2 separate regions of the Capsicum annuum genome follow, and region 1 is linked to region 2. The links are chromatin contacts, called in public Hi-C maps. All regions are on one chromosome and are shown on one strand. Each heading gives the region's core, a stretch centred on a gene start, on an enhancer-like site or on the middle of the called end of the contact. The rest is flanking DNA. Distances are from core to core; before and after follow the strand shown. Region 1 overlaps LOC107873196 (serine/threonine-protein phosphatase PP1 isozyme 2). Region 2 holds the start of LOC107874983 (RING-H2 finger protein ATL16).

Region 1 (7,024 bases), core at 3,342-5,841, 380 kb after region 2:
CTTTTCTCTCAGTTCCTTCTGTAGTGCTTCCTTCAGGAGAAATAAAAATAGTGGTCAGAATCTCATAAGACAAAACTATCCTTCCGTTGTCTATCATTAGGAAGAAAAATAAATATAAATACTGATTAAATCTCATTAGGCAAAACTATCAATATCCATTTGAACTAATTCCAATAACTTTTTAGTTTCTTCATTTGGTGAAATTTTGAAGGGGAACTTATAGCCTGCTTCTGCCCATTTCGATTATCTGATACAAGAACCATCAAAATGTAAAAGGTGTAGTGTTATTGTTCATAAAAAATCAAATTATGATCAGTATTCAAGAGAATGCCTGCAGTTGGATGCAGGAACTGTCTTAATTCATTGACACATAAACCTAATTAGAATCCCTTGAAGTTCTTTCTGCCAGAAACTTCCTCTATCTTCTGTTTCCCTGCTTCCTTATTGTTGGGTATGACTTGCATTCTTATTCACATTTAGTCAATACTGTAGCATCAAAGCTCATGGTATAGGTTATTTTTGGACTATAATCAGTGTATTCACTTTTTCTTGTTCTCATTGCATGTCTCATGATCTTAGATGTGTAACTCTGTCAAGGATCGGAACTGGTTACCTACTCTTAATGGGTAATCAATTATATAGATGTTTCTTCTAGTAGTAGTGCAGTTACTAGTAGTTGAGTCAGTCTGATTGTTATTGTTCTCTTCTAGATAAATCGTTGTGAATCTTGGTTATGTTTTGCTTCTTTTTTTTTAACAGTACTAATGGATTTTTGTTCACACTCATGATGGTCGCTTAATGTATCTGATGTGTTGTCCCTCTTCGTTCCACTTTAACACTGATATCTAAATTCCATTACAGTCATTTCTTGGTAAAATTGGATGAGATGAACCAACCCAGTATCGATATCAACTACCTCCCTTACCCTCAAGTATATGCAGACGGAGGCTCGGGTTTGGGAGCACTCCAGAAGAGAAGAAGATACCTTCCTGAGATTCGAATCAGGAAATCTCTAATAATTTTGATTTGTCATGTATAATATAAAACCCATCCAGTGATGCAAAGCTCTACGATTCACCTGCAAATAGATTTTCCAACTCTTTTGGTCTTTTATTCACAACTTTTTTGGTGTAGTCAGATACAGGGGACAAATGTTGCCCTTTTGTGTTAAAAAGTCCTGAATATCTGTTTTCCTTTGCTGCTGATGTGTCTCTTTTAGTTGTTCAATCTTCTGTATAGTTAAGCTGCTCCTTGGATTTAACTTTTTTTTCTCGAACAGTTGTTTGGTTTGGATCGATTAGTGGTTAAAACCATAACCAAAATCAATTTAGTTGGTTTTTGAATTTCTAAAATCAAATCAAACCTTAAAAAGAAAATAACCGTCGGTTTGGTTCTTGTTGGTTTGATTTGGTTTTTCGATTTTTTCGATTATTGACTAGCCTACTTCAACCATCTCTAGAATAAACTCCTTTTTTTACTTCATAGAAAAGAGTATCAAATTGAACAATTTCTCATGAAATATTTGTACAGTGATGGACAAATGACACTATAAACTCTTAAAAATCATAACAAACACATTAAACAAAACCAACAAACATTGAGATGAAAAGCATTAGCTTTGTATTGTAGGCACTAAGATTATCTAACAACATACAAACACATACATGTACATTGTAAAATAGAGCTTTGTATTCTGTTGCAATGTATTGCACGAAGAGACTGAGTTGGACAAATTTGAATTATCTGTTTACTTTATAGACTAGCGAGGTGAGCTAATCGTATAGGGAAAAGATTGAATAAACAAGGAGACATAAAACTGTCATTTGAACCAGGGACCATGGTAACTCGTTGAAAGATTCTTTGTTTATGTGACCGAAGATGAAGCAGCGTATGGATTACAGTTTCAGTCATCATTCATGTCATCTCTCTTGGGTTATTCACAAACCATACATCGATAAAAATTCAGTAACATTTAATAAACCCCCTTTGCACCATTGCTTGGCTAAAGTTTCATTCCATGAAACTTGGGGATTTTACTATAGAATAGAATTAGATTTAATCACTAAAAACATTCCACAAAAAATGAAGAGAAGAATACACTACGAAAGTGAATGTAAACAAAATATAGGGGGTTAAGAAACTAAACAAGAAAATATTATAATATCTGAGCTAGCCGAGACTCTAGAAAACATGGCACAAGTATAATCAGCAGGAAGAAAGTGAAACACTTGCAGTTGCATGGACCATCAACGCAAAACAAACGAGAGGGAAAATTCCTTCACTTAGTAACTCTTAGCCTAGGACTATAAGAGCCCCTCTCCCAAATTTAGTTCACTTGTGCATAATCCACTGCTCTCAAACAACTAACAAAAGAACGATAATGATTTATACAGTTGCTCATAATTAAAGGTATAAATGACAGGAAACAGAAGAAAAATCATTTAAAAAAACTAATTGCATGTCATGCACTCTTCTAAATTTTTGTATAAAATTAAAATTAGCTAAGGTAGCTAGAATAAAAAGCTAAAAATTACCTTCCCAAGCTTTAATAATCTTGTATTTAAAGTTTTCACTCCCCAAGCTTTAATCTTTATTATTGCTTTTCCTTGTGAGATGAAAAACTGAAAAGAAATTTTTTTATCGTTTGTGTTCTATGAAGAACAACAGAAGTTAATGCGGTGCTTCCTTTCAATGAAGAACAAAAGAAGCTGCAGTTGATGTACTACGTATTGTGAAAGCTGAAGTCGAAAAAATGAGGTAGAGACCGCAAGGTTAACTTATTAGTAATAGTAGGTAGAGTTGGACTTGGGTTTGGGGCTTTGGGCAATTGGGTTAAAGTATTGATTGGGCTAGACATAAATTAAAATTTAGTTTAAGATTAAATTTAATAAAATATTTATATTTTATTTATAAATTATATGTAAATAATTATAATATATATACATATATATATAAAATTTATCGGATCGATTTGATTATTTTCACGGTTTTTTTTAAGTAAAACCATAACCAAATCAAATAGCGATTTTTTAAAATTTAAAATCAAACCTAACTAAACCAAATCAAACGTCTATTTTTTTTAATCGGTTTGATTCGATTTACGGTTGGATTTGGTTAAACTAACCACAACATTGTTAAGCTAACATTGAACCTGCAGGTATATGAAAAATCATCCATCTTGAATAACTTCGTAGGATTGTTTTTCTTTCTTAGGATATAGGTCTTTTTTTGCTACATGTAGGGGTGTTCATATGTCGGTTCGATTTTGTATGTTGTCAGTTCATTTTATCGATTTCCGGTTTGTAAACCCCCTAAACGAATAAAATATCTGTTATCGATTTTTGGTCTTTAATGGTTGGGTTTTTGGCTTAGTTCATTGGGGATAAAAGGTTAATTTTTGTATAGTCGTATTAAATTGTCGATTAACCCTTAACTTTAAACCTTAGAACCAAGAATTGAAATGATAGCCAACAAAAGAAAAATTACAAAATCGTTTGAAAACTGTTAATCCAATAACTCCATGTCGATAACCAATAACATTTCTTTGTGCAAGTCAAATAACATAAGTTCAGTTTCCAAAGTGTCCAACGGTCTTTAATCATCTTACTTTCCCTTTTTGGCAATCTTAATTATGGCTATTGGCTAATCATGCTGTAACAAGGAAGCCCTTATGCAAATATCCTGTTATTGTTTGAAGGTTAGAGGTAAAAGATGTGTACTCCTGCTGTGCTTTTTTATTTTATATATATGCATTCTTTGCTCTTTTTTTTTAGTCTACTTAGAAAGGATGATACCTTGTATATTTGAAAATTTTTTGGCTTTACAATTTTCATTTTATCTTGAGTAATTTAACTTTCTAGCTATAGAAAAGTGACTTCATGTTCAAAACCCCAAGTGCATATAAAAAGGGCACTTTATACTATTTAATGGTTCAACGAAGCCTAACAGAATAACCCTGATATTTTTCTTTACAAATTTTGTTTAACGTGCAGTATATAAAATAATCATTGTATAATTTGTGTATAATCATGTGCATATTATACATTTGGCGATATATTAGAACGTGGTTTGTTTTTGAAGATGAGTTTTCCATGTGCTAATTTTGCAAGTGACTTTTTTCCGCACACAATGTTAACTTCTTTTCAAGTAAAATACATGCTTAAATATAATTTCAATTTCTAAATATTACTCAGTTAATATCCAAACGCTTACGAAGTATACGCCAAAATGATTACAAACTACGAACAAGCTAAAATTCCGTTCTTTGCTCATTCAAATTTCACTGTAACAAAAACAGTAGTCTGGCACACTAAAAATTGTTCCGCTATGTATAGAGTTTTGAAAAGGATCGAACTATAAAAATTTGTTATACACATTCTTATTTTGTATTTCTGCAAGAGGTTAATTTTACGACTTAAATAGGTGACCTCCAAGCCACACTTCAACAACTTTACCAATCAATTCAAAGATTATCCCCTAACCAAATATCGGTGTATAAAATGTATGGAATATAACAAGAAGACTGTACTGGTCCAGCAATTAATGCTGTTGCACATGTAAATGTTCAAGTTGGTATACATCAGCCAAAGTTTGTGTCAATATCTGCTTTTCCTGTGTCGTTGTCCTTGCTTTTGTACCTCACTTTGTCCTTCTACCTAAATCCTCTCTCTCTCTCTCATTTTTCTCAAATATGAAAATGACCAAACATTTTCCTAAACCATTTGTTTACACCAGAAGGCACTCAAAACAACTTTTTCCAAATATATATATCCAATGAAAACAAAATTTCTGGTGCATGGCGCTTTTAAAACCTCTTCAAATGGGCCCCCTTTTATTTATTTCTTTTCAGAAAATTGCATGTGATAGACTCAAATATGGGTGACTTTAGATATTTGATTTCAATAATAAATATTTTTAAACAATAATTTTCCTTACTTTTTAAGTATAGTACACGTACCATTTTATTCCTCTACACCTCAAATATATTTTTAAAACTTTCCATACTTATTTGTCTCTCAAATTTTATTTTTTATTATTTTTACTTTTTATTTTTTCCTTTAAGTTATTATTCTATTTTTTTTTTTTTTCTTTAATTTTATTTTTTTCACTTTTTATTTTTTTTCTTTAATTTTATTTTTATTTTTAATTCATTTGTCTCAAACTTTATTTTTTTTTTCTTTTTTCTCAAGCATTATTTATTTTCTTTTTTTTTTTAATTCATTTGTCTTTAACCTTTATTTTTCTTTTATTTTTAATTTTTATCAGTTCTCTTTTTTTTCTCATTTTTCTCAAACTTTATTTTTATTTTTTCCGCTTATTTTTTATTTTCTCAAATTTTTTAATTCTTCATTTTTTTCTTAATCTTTATTTTTTTTCTTGCCTTTTTTTCTCACTCTTTTTTTTTATTTCTCTATTTTGTTTGATCGTTTTTTCTTTTTTCAGTTCTCTTTTTTTTCCTCATTTTTTTCAAGCTTTATTTTTATTTTTTCACTCATTTTTATTTTTCTCAATTTTTTTAATTCTTCATTTTTTTCTTGATCTTTATGTTTTTTTCTTTCCTTTTTTTTCACAATCTTTTTTTTATTTCTTTATATTGTTTGATCGCTTTTTTCTATTTTCTCAACTTCTATTATATTTTGCTAATAAAAAAATTGGATAATCCACAAAGGAATTTTCTTTTTTTGACATCAAAGCAAATTTAAGGGCGTGAATTGTTATTACGAAATTCTTGAGATAAGTTGTGTCTCGAAGGCGAGAGTTGTAGAATAACTCATAAATAAAGACATAATATCGTAGTGTCAACTCTTGCCCGTGGGCATAATTTATTATTTGAAAGTCCTTGAGCAAAGTCTTGCCTCTAAGGCAAGAGTTGTAAAACATCCCATAAATGAAGACATAACGTGGTAGCGTCAACTCTTACCCGTGGGGCATAATTTATTATTTGGAAGTCCTTGAACTAAGTCTTGTCTCTAAGGCAAGAGTTGTAAAACATCTCATAAACAAAGACATAACGTGGTAGTGTCAACTCTTGCCCGTGGGACATAATTTGTAGTTTGAAAGTCCTTAAGCTAAGTCTTACCTCTAAGACAATAGTTGTAGAACATCTCATAAATGAAAATATAACGTGGTAGAGTCAACTTTTGCCCGTGGGGTATAATTTGTAGTTTGAAAGTCCTTGAGCTAATTAAGTATTGTCTCTAAGGCAATAGTTGTAGAACATCTCATAAATAAAAACATAACATGGTAAAGTCAACTCTTGTCTGTGGGACATAATTTGTAGTTTGAAAGTCATTGAGTCAAGTCTTGCCTTTAAGACAATAGTTGTAGAACATCTCATAAGTGAAAATATTACGTGGTAGAGTTAACTCTTGCCCATAGGGCATAATTTGTAGTTTTAAAATCTTTGATCCAAGTCTTGCCTCTAAGGCAATAGTTATAGAACATCTCATAAATGAAAATATAACATGGTAGAGTTAACTCTTGCCGTGGGACATAATTTGTAGTTTGAAAATCCTTGAGTCAAGTCTTGCCTCTAAGGCAATAGTTGTAGAACATCTCATAAATGAAAACATAATGTAATAGTCGTAGAACATCTCATAAATAAAAATATAATGTGGTAGAGTCAACTCTTGCCCGTGGGGCATAATTTGTAGTTTGAAAGTCCTTGAGCTAAGTTTTGCCTCTAAGGCAATAGTTGTAGAACATCTTATAAATGAAAACATAACGTGGTAGAGTCAACTCTTACCTATGAGACATAATTTGTTGCTTGAAAGTCCTTAAGCTAAGTCTTACCTCTAAGGCAATAGTTGTAGAACATCTCATTAATCAAAATATAATGTGGTAGTGTCAACTCTTTCCCATGAAATATAACTTGTTATTTGAAAGTCATAAGTCTTGTTTCTACAATGTAGTAGCGTCAACTCTTGCCCATGAAACGTAGCTTATTGTTCGAAAGTCGTAAATCTTATCCTTATAATGTGATAGTGTTAACTCTTACTCAGGAGATGTAACTTGAATAGAAGAA
Region 2 (6,594 bases), core at 30-2,529:
TTTTTTCTTGAAGAAGGGCTAATGGAGAAATGCCCTGATAATGTTGGACTATTTTCTGCTATTTCTATGACAACATAATCTTCATCTCTGCCTGTGAAATTGTCATTTGGAAAATCTCGAGAGGTGGAGCTAATTGAGAGTTTATTTGATGAGATGTTGGTTCTACAAAGTGGACAATTTGCATTTTTTTGAAGCCAAACATCAATACAATCAATGTGGAAAATATGAGCACAACTTGGAATTATTCTTAGCTTCTCATTATCTTGAAAATCATTCAAACAAACAGCACATTCACATGAACTTCTTGTTTTCTCACCAAAGACTGCATCTTTTCCTTCCCTTTTCTTGTACTGGAAAATGGGGATTGATCGAATAACCGATTCATCTAGTCCCCGATTTTCCTCTGCAGGGGAGTAAGCCGTTAAGGGATCTTCAACACCCTGCCTTCTAGAGAAAGAAAACCGCCTCAAAAGATCAATTCTGTGCCAATTCAAACAACATTTGATTACAAAAATGTAATAACTAACTAGCAATAAACCAGTAGCCAATATACCGATGATGGCGATAACTATAATTGGGAAGCCAGCATGGGAAGAAGAACTTGGAGGACTTCTCATAGGAGAAATGGATTCCATTTGATAAATTGTGTAAGATAAAAAGAAGGTGAACAAATGGTTAGGCTTGGATCTTGAATATGCACATAAGCATGTCATGGGAGCTGAAAAAAAGTCATGATAAAGAACTGGTAGGTGAGAAAAAGAGTTGAAGGATCAGTGGCGTATGCAGAACGCTTTGCCCTCAATGTAAGACAAATCTTGATTTAGTCGAACTCCAATAGAGATATCAAATCTAAGTAAAAAGTTAAAAAAAAGTGTTGAAGGATCAGGTTAGTAGAAAAGGTCAAATTTTGATGACAGAAGCAGTACTGTCAAAGGAGACATCAAATGAGATGAATCAACGAACATATGTAAAGAGTTGAGGGAAGTCTGAACGCAGAGGACATATAGTTGGTGAACTCTGTCTCACCATCCAATAAGAGAAAAAAAAGTGGTCTCATTTGTAATCTAACAGATATTGTAATTTAGATCTCAACAAGTTAGGGACTATTTCTTTTTTTCAGATTACTAGCTCATATATAATAAGGACATGAGTTACTAATTAATTGATTTGTTAGTTGATCTATATTACTATAAAAACTGTACATCATTAAGGACAAATACCACAAGTTGGCACTTGGCACTAATTTTCATTTGATACACACTTAAACCGTCGTCAAAATGTACCTATAAAATACCAATTTCCATCTACCCATTTTCTTAGGTCTAACTCTTTAGATTCTACTTACATAAACTGAGAAACTTGTAATTTATTATTTGGATTATCATAAGGTTAATACCTCGAGAGTCCTCTGAAAATGATGCTTTTATTTGGTGTATATTTAAATTATTTTGTCCTAATTACCCCTTTATACTAGAATATTTAGTAGTAGCATTCATTGCCTTGAACACTGACATGACAAATATGATTACATAACACAACGTAATAATATAAAAACACTTTACACCGTCTTTATTATAAACTCTTTCAATAGAGTTGACCCTATTCAGATTTTTGGGAAGTTATCTTTTCAAGTTCTCAACTGTAATTTTTACCCCATTATAAGGATTCAGCCTTTCAAAAGTGATTACTCTTGGAAAGAAAACACTTACGTTAATCCGTCCCTAATCATCAAGAAGAAATCAAAAAAATTTCCTATTGCACATGCAACCCACAAATGAAAAAGTAACCTACTACCCATGCCCAAACATGGTATATCTGAACATATAATTTACATGATCCATCACACATAATGGGTTCTTGGCCACCCACCGCCAAATTTGAAATCTTGAAGTAGTCAAAAAAGTAGCACACGTTTCAGGATTGACAAAAATTCAGTTGGGACCCAATACAGAATTCCTTTGTCAAGAAAAAGCAGAAATCAAACATGTTAAGTCAAATCTGTAATAAGAAAAACTGAATCCTGGAATATGTGCGACACACTTTTACCATTAGACTTCAAATTTGAATGTGCAGTGTTGACTAAAAGAAAATGTTTGTCACACCGTCAAAGTTTGAGCTCTGGCATAGAAATATACGTTTATATATTGTTGACTAAAAGAAAATGTTTGTCACACCGTCAAAGTTTGAGCTCTGGCATAGAAATATACGTTTATATATATATATATATACACTTGTTTCTTCTTCATAGACTATAACACTATACGTATGGCCATAGTAATCATGATTTGAACAATATAAAGCCAAAAGTATGATCATTCTCTATATTAATTATTTAGTTGGCCTTCTTTTTCTTTGAAGAATAAGACAGAAGCAGGTCATTTGTGTAAGCCCCGTGAACTTTCCTAATTAATTCGGGCTAAATTTTAATTTACGAAAAATAATTAAAATAAGCTTGAGGTTTATGAGATCCACACGGGGGCTTAGAAATGGTTGGACCATGGTAGCGAAGAATAATTTGAAGTTATTTGATAAGAGGGATAAGGAATAATTAATTTTAAGATTAATTTTAGAATGAACTTATTTCATGTTTGATTGATATAAAATGCACGAAATAATTCACTTCAAATTAGTTATCCCAAGATCATAGTGTACCATTGGTTTAGGCACTATGATATAATATCTTGATAAGGTATAGAACGGAGGGATGGACATTGGATTCTTTTAAAATGTTCATCGATTTTGATTAGTGCATTCCAAATGCCGAACTACAATTAATTTGGCTCAATTTGATTTTTGTAATTTGGTTCATGAGGTTGTTTCAATTATGTATGTTGGGTGCAAGGTGTATATGTGAATGAAAAATGGAGGAAAAATGGTGGAGAGAAGAGATATATCAATTGAGAAAGTGTACTCTCAAATTGGTAAGTCCTCTTTTTAAAGGGAAGGTCACTATTAATTCTTCCACATTGGTGGGAGAGAAGAACTTGTAAGTGTTTATAATGAGAAACATTAACTCCACATGGATAGTGAGGCAAGAACAAGGTGGTGCCTCGTGCCGTTGTCTTTATCGCTCGGCCTTGGATTTGAAAAATAATCAATCGATGAGATCTAATTTTTTAGACAAAATTTGTTTGAAACTTGTTAAAAAATCTGATACATAGTGTAGGTACGCGACCTATGGGCGCGAAGTTACTGGAATATGCCAAACGTCACCTGCGACCGCAGAACAGGTGCATGTCCAGCATAGACTGGGCGCAGGAACGTGATTGCTGCTGAAAAGGTGCCTTTCTGCTGAACTAATACATCCTTTTTAAAAGGATACATCAAAGCCTATAAATACATGATATAATCCTCAGGTATCAGTATGATTTTTGATAGCAAAAACACTCTTCTTCTATACAAAAACTCTATGTGATCATTAAGCTGTTGAGTGAGTTAGAAGAATCTAACAATTTGAGGTACCGCTATTGTTCGGATTGAAGGCCATTTTATCCTGGGAGGAAGATTCCATAACCTTGGGTACAATGAGCGGAATTATTCCTTAAGGACACTCCATGAAGTCGGGGGACTTGGCCTTAAAATTCTATTTCATCTCATTTCTGAGTTAACGTACTTCTTGGATAGATTATTTATAATCTTGTGTTGAAAGTGTTAAGGAACTTCATAAGTGTTCTAGTCTTAGGATTAAACTTGTGTTGAAGTTATTGTTGCATGTATATACAGATTCTTGTACCCGAAATGTTGTAAATAACAATCTTAAGGAATAATTCCCCTTTCAGAATCTGTATATCTTATTTTTGGAGATTAAAACTTTAATATTTCTACTCCGTTTGAACGTAACTAGTGATTTGAAGACATAAAATCTTCATCACAAGTTAAAGATCACTCGGTTGATGATTGGAAGTTATAAAAACTTTATCGTTAAACTAGAAACAAGAAGTGTTTAAAGTTACTGCAACTTTGTAATAAGTATTTTGATATACTAAAGGTACTGTCTTGTTGTGACAGAAAAATGACTAACGATAGTCAAATGCAAGACACTGCAACGACTGTGGGGGCAACTAGTATTGCCATAATAAATTGCATGAATGCTCCGCCGGCGATGGCACCAACGGAGAAACCCAGAAAGTTCATGGGTATTGACTTTAAGAGATGGCAATAGAAAATGTTCTTCTACCTCACCACTCTCTGTCTTCAAAGGTTCATGGTTGAGGAAACTCCGGAGGTGCCCAAGGGAACCTCAGAAAAAGATTGCTTCGTGATTGTGGAGGCTTGGAAATACTCAGATTTCCTTTGCAGGAATTACATCTTGAGTGGTCTGCAAGATAACCTTTACAATGTGTACAGTGGAACAAAGACATCGAAAGAGTTATGGGGAGTGCTAGAACGGAAGTACAAGATGGAGGATGCAGGAACTAAAAAGTTCTTTGTTGCAAGATTCCTAAAGGATAGAATGGTAGACAACAAGTCTATTGTTTTCCAAGTAGAGGAACTTCAAGGGATCATCCATGATCTCTTAGCAGAAGGCTAGATTATGAATGAAGCATTTCAAGTAGCAGCAATAATAGAGAAGCCACCACTAATGTGGAAAGACTTCAAGAACAATTTGAAACACAAACGCAAGGAGATGTCAGTCAAAGATCTGATTGTACTACTACGCATTGAAGAAGATAGTAAGGCTATAGAAAGAAGGTCAAGAGGCAATTTTGCAATGAATGGAAAAAACATTGTAAAAGATGACCAAAACAACTCCAAAAAGTGAAAGAAAGATGGAAATGAAAGCAATTAACCTAAGAATAAATTCAAGGGGAAGTGCTTCAACTGTGGAAAGATTCACCACAAGTCTATAAATTATCGTGCCCCAAAGAAAGAGAAGAAGAAGGACCAAGCAAATTTGGCTGAGTCTAAGAAAGAAATGGATGATCTGTGTGCTATGCTTTTCGAATGCAACATGGTGGGAAATCCTCACAAATTATGGATGGATTCTGGTGCCACCCGCCATTTTTGTGCCAACAAGGAGTTGTTTTTGATGTTCGCTCTGGATCAAGTAGAAGAAAAGATCTATGTGGAAAACTCTGCTACTGTAAAATTAGAAGGAACAGAAAAAGTGTGCTTGAAGATGACTTCCGACAAAGTGTTGACACTTAACAATGTCTTGTATGTTCCGGAGTTATGAAAGAACTTGATTTCAGTTTCACTTCTAGACAAAAATGGATTCAAATGTGTATTTTTTTCAGAAAAATTATACTTAGTAAAGGAGAAGTGTATGTAGGAAAAGGCTACCTCAATGAGGGCCTATTCAAAATGAATGTAATGAATGTAATGAATGTTGAAATTAATAAAAGGTTCAATTTCTTCTTACTTGCTTAAGTTTTATGATTTGTGGTATGAACTTTTAGGCCATGTTAATTATAAAACATTACGAAAACTGATTAACTTAGACGTTTTGCCAAACTTTGAGTGCAATAAATTAAAGTGTCAAACGTGTGTGGAATCAAAGTATGCAAAGCATCCTTATAAGTCTGTTGAAAGGAATTTCAATCCCTTAGACTTAATACACACAGACATTTGTGATATGAAGTCAACACCATCACGTGGTGGGAAAAAGTGTTTCATAACTTTTATCGACGATTGCATAAGATATTGTTATGTTTATTTGCTAAATAGTAAGGATAAAGCAATATATGCATTTAGGCAATACAAAACTGAAGTTGAAAATTAGTTAGAGAAAAAGATAAAAACGATAAGAAGTGGTAAGGGTGGAGAATATGAATCTCCCTTCACCGGAATGTATGTAGAGAATGGAATTATCCATCAAACTATGGCCCCATATTCACCTCAATCTAATGGAATTGTGGAAAGGAAAAACCAAATTTTAAAGAAAATGATAAATGTCTTACTTATAAGTTCAGGTTTACCGCAAAGCTTGTGGGGGAGGCTATCCTTACAGCCAACCAAATACTCAATAGAGTTTTTCATAGTAAGACACAATCAATTCCTTATGAAAAATGAAAAGGAAGGAAACCCAACTTGAAATATTTCAAAGTATGGGGGTATCTAGCAAAGGTCCAAGTTCCTATGCCTAAAAGGGTTAAGATAAGACCTAAGATGGTGGACTGCGTGTTCATACGATATGCTAAAAGTAGTAAAGCATGTCGGTTTTTGGTTCATAAATTCGAACATCCGAATAATAATGAAAATACGATAATTAAATCAGATAATGTTGAATTCTTTAAAAATATTTACCTATATAAAACTAGACTTGAACAGTCTAGTGGAGGGTCTAAATGACCTCGAGATGAACCAAGTGAGAATGTACATACTGATGAGAATCCAAGATACAGTACATGTCAAAGAATGTCAACTTCGTTTGGATCGGATTTTGTAATGTTTCTCTTAGAAAATGAGCCTCAAGTAAGCGATGGCGTCTTTGAACTCATCATTTTGAAAAGAGGCAGTCGATAGTGAGATTGATTCAATTTAAGAAACCATACATGGGAGTTGGTTGATCTTCCTCCAAAAAATAAACCTTTAGGTTCTAAATGGATCTTCAAAAAGAAAATGAAAGCTGATGGTACTATTAATAAGTACAAG

The links. A called contact is a pair of places that touch in the nucleus more often than the background predicts.
Region 1: a Hi-C map of placenta shows a contact between it and region 2, with 4 times the contacts expected there. The contact joins the enhancer-like site here to the promoter of LOC107874983 in region 2. A contact is called at or near these places in 2 of 5 Hi-C or Micro-C datasets (leaf and placenta).

Annotation. Positions count from the first base shown.
Region 1 is chr6:140,033,445-140,040,468 of UCD10Xv1.1, forward strand. LOC107873196 (serine/threonine-protein phosphatase PP1 isozyme 2) reads left to right here. Exons shown (of 4, transcript XM_016719944.2): 4 at 862-1,227. The coding sequence ends at 885. Among protein-coding and RNA genes, the nearest start is that of LOC107873196, 13 kb to the left of the region's middle. Within about 2 kb of position 4,592, at least 3 of the 5 cell types and tissues checked have an H3K27ac peak or open chromatin away from gene starts, as enhancers often do.
Region 2 is chr6:139,656,266-139,662,859 of UCD10Xv1.1, forward strand. LOC107874983 (RING-H2 finger protein ATL16) reads right to left here and starts at 1,280. Exons shown (of 1, transcript XM_016721664.2): 1 at 1-1,280. The coding sequence starts at 713.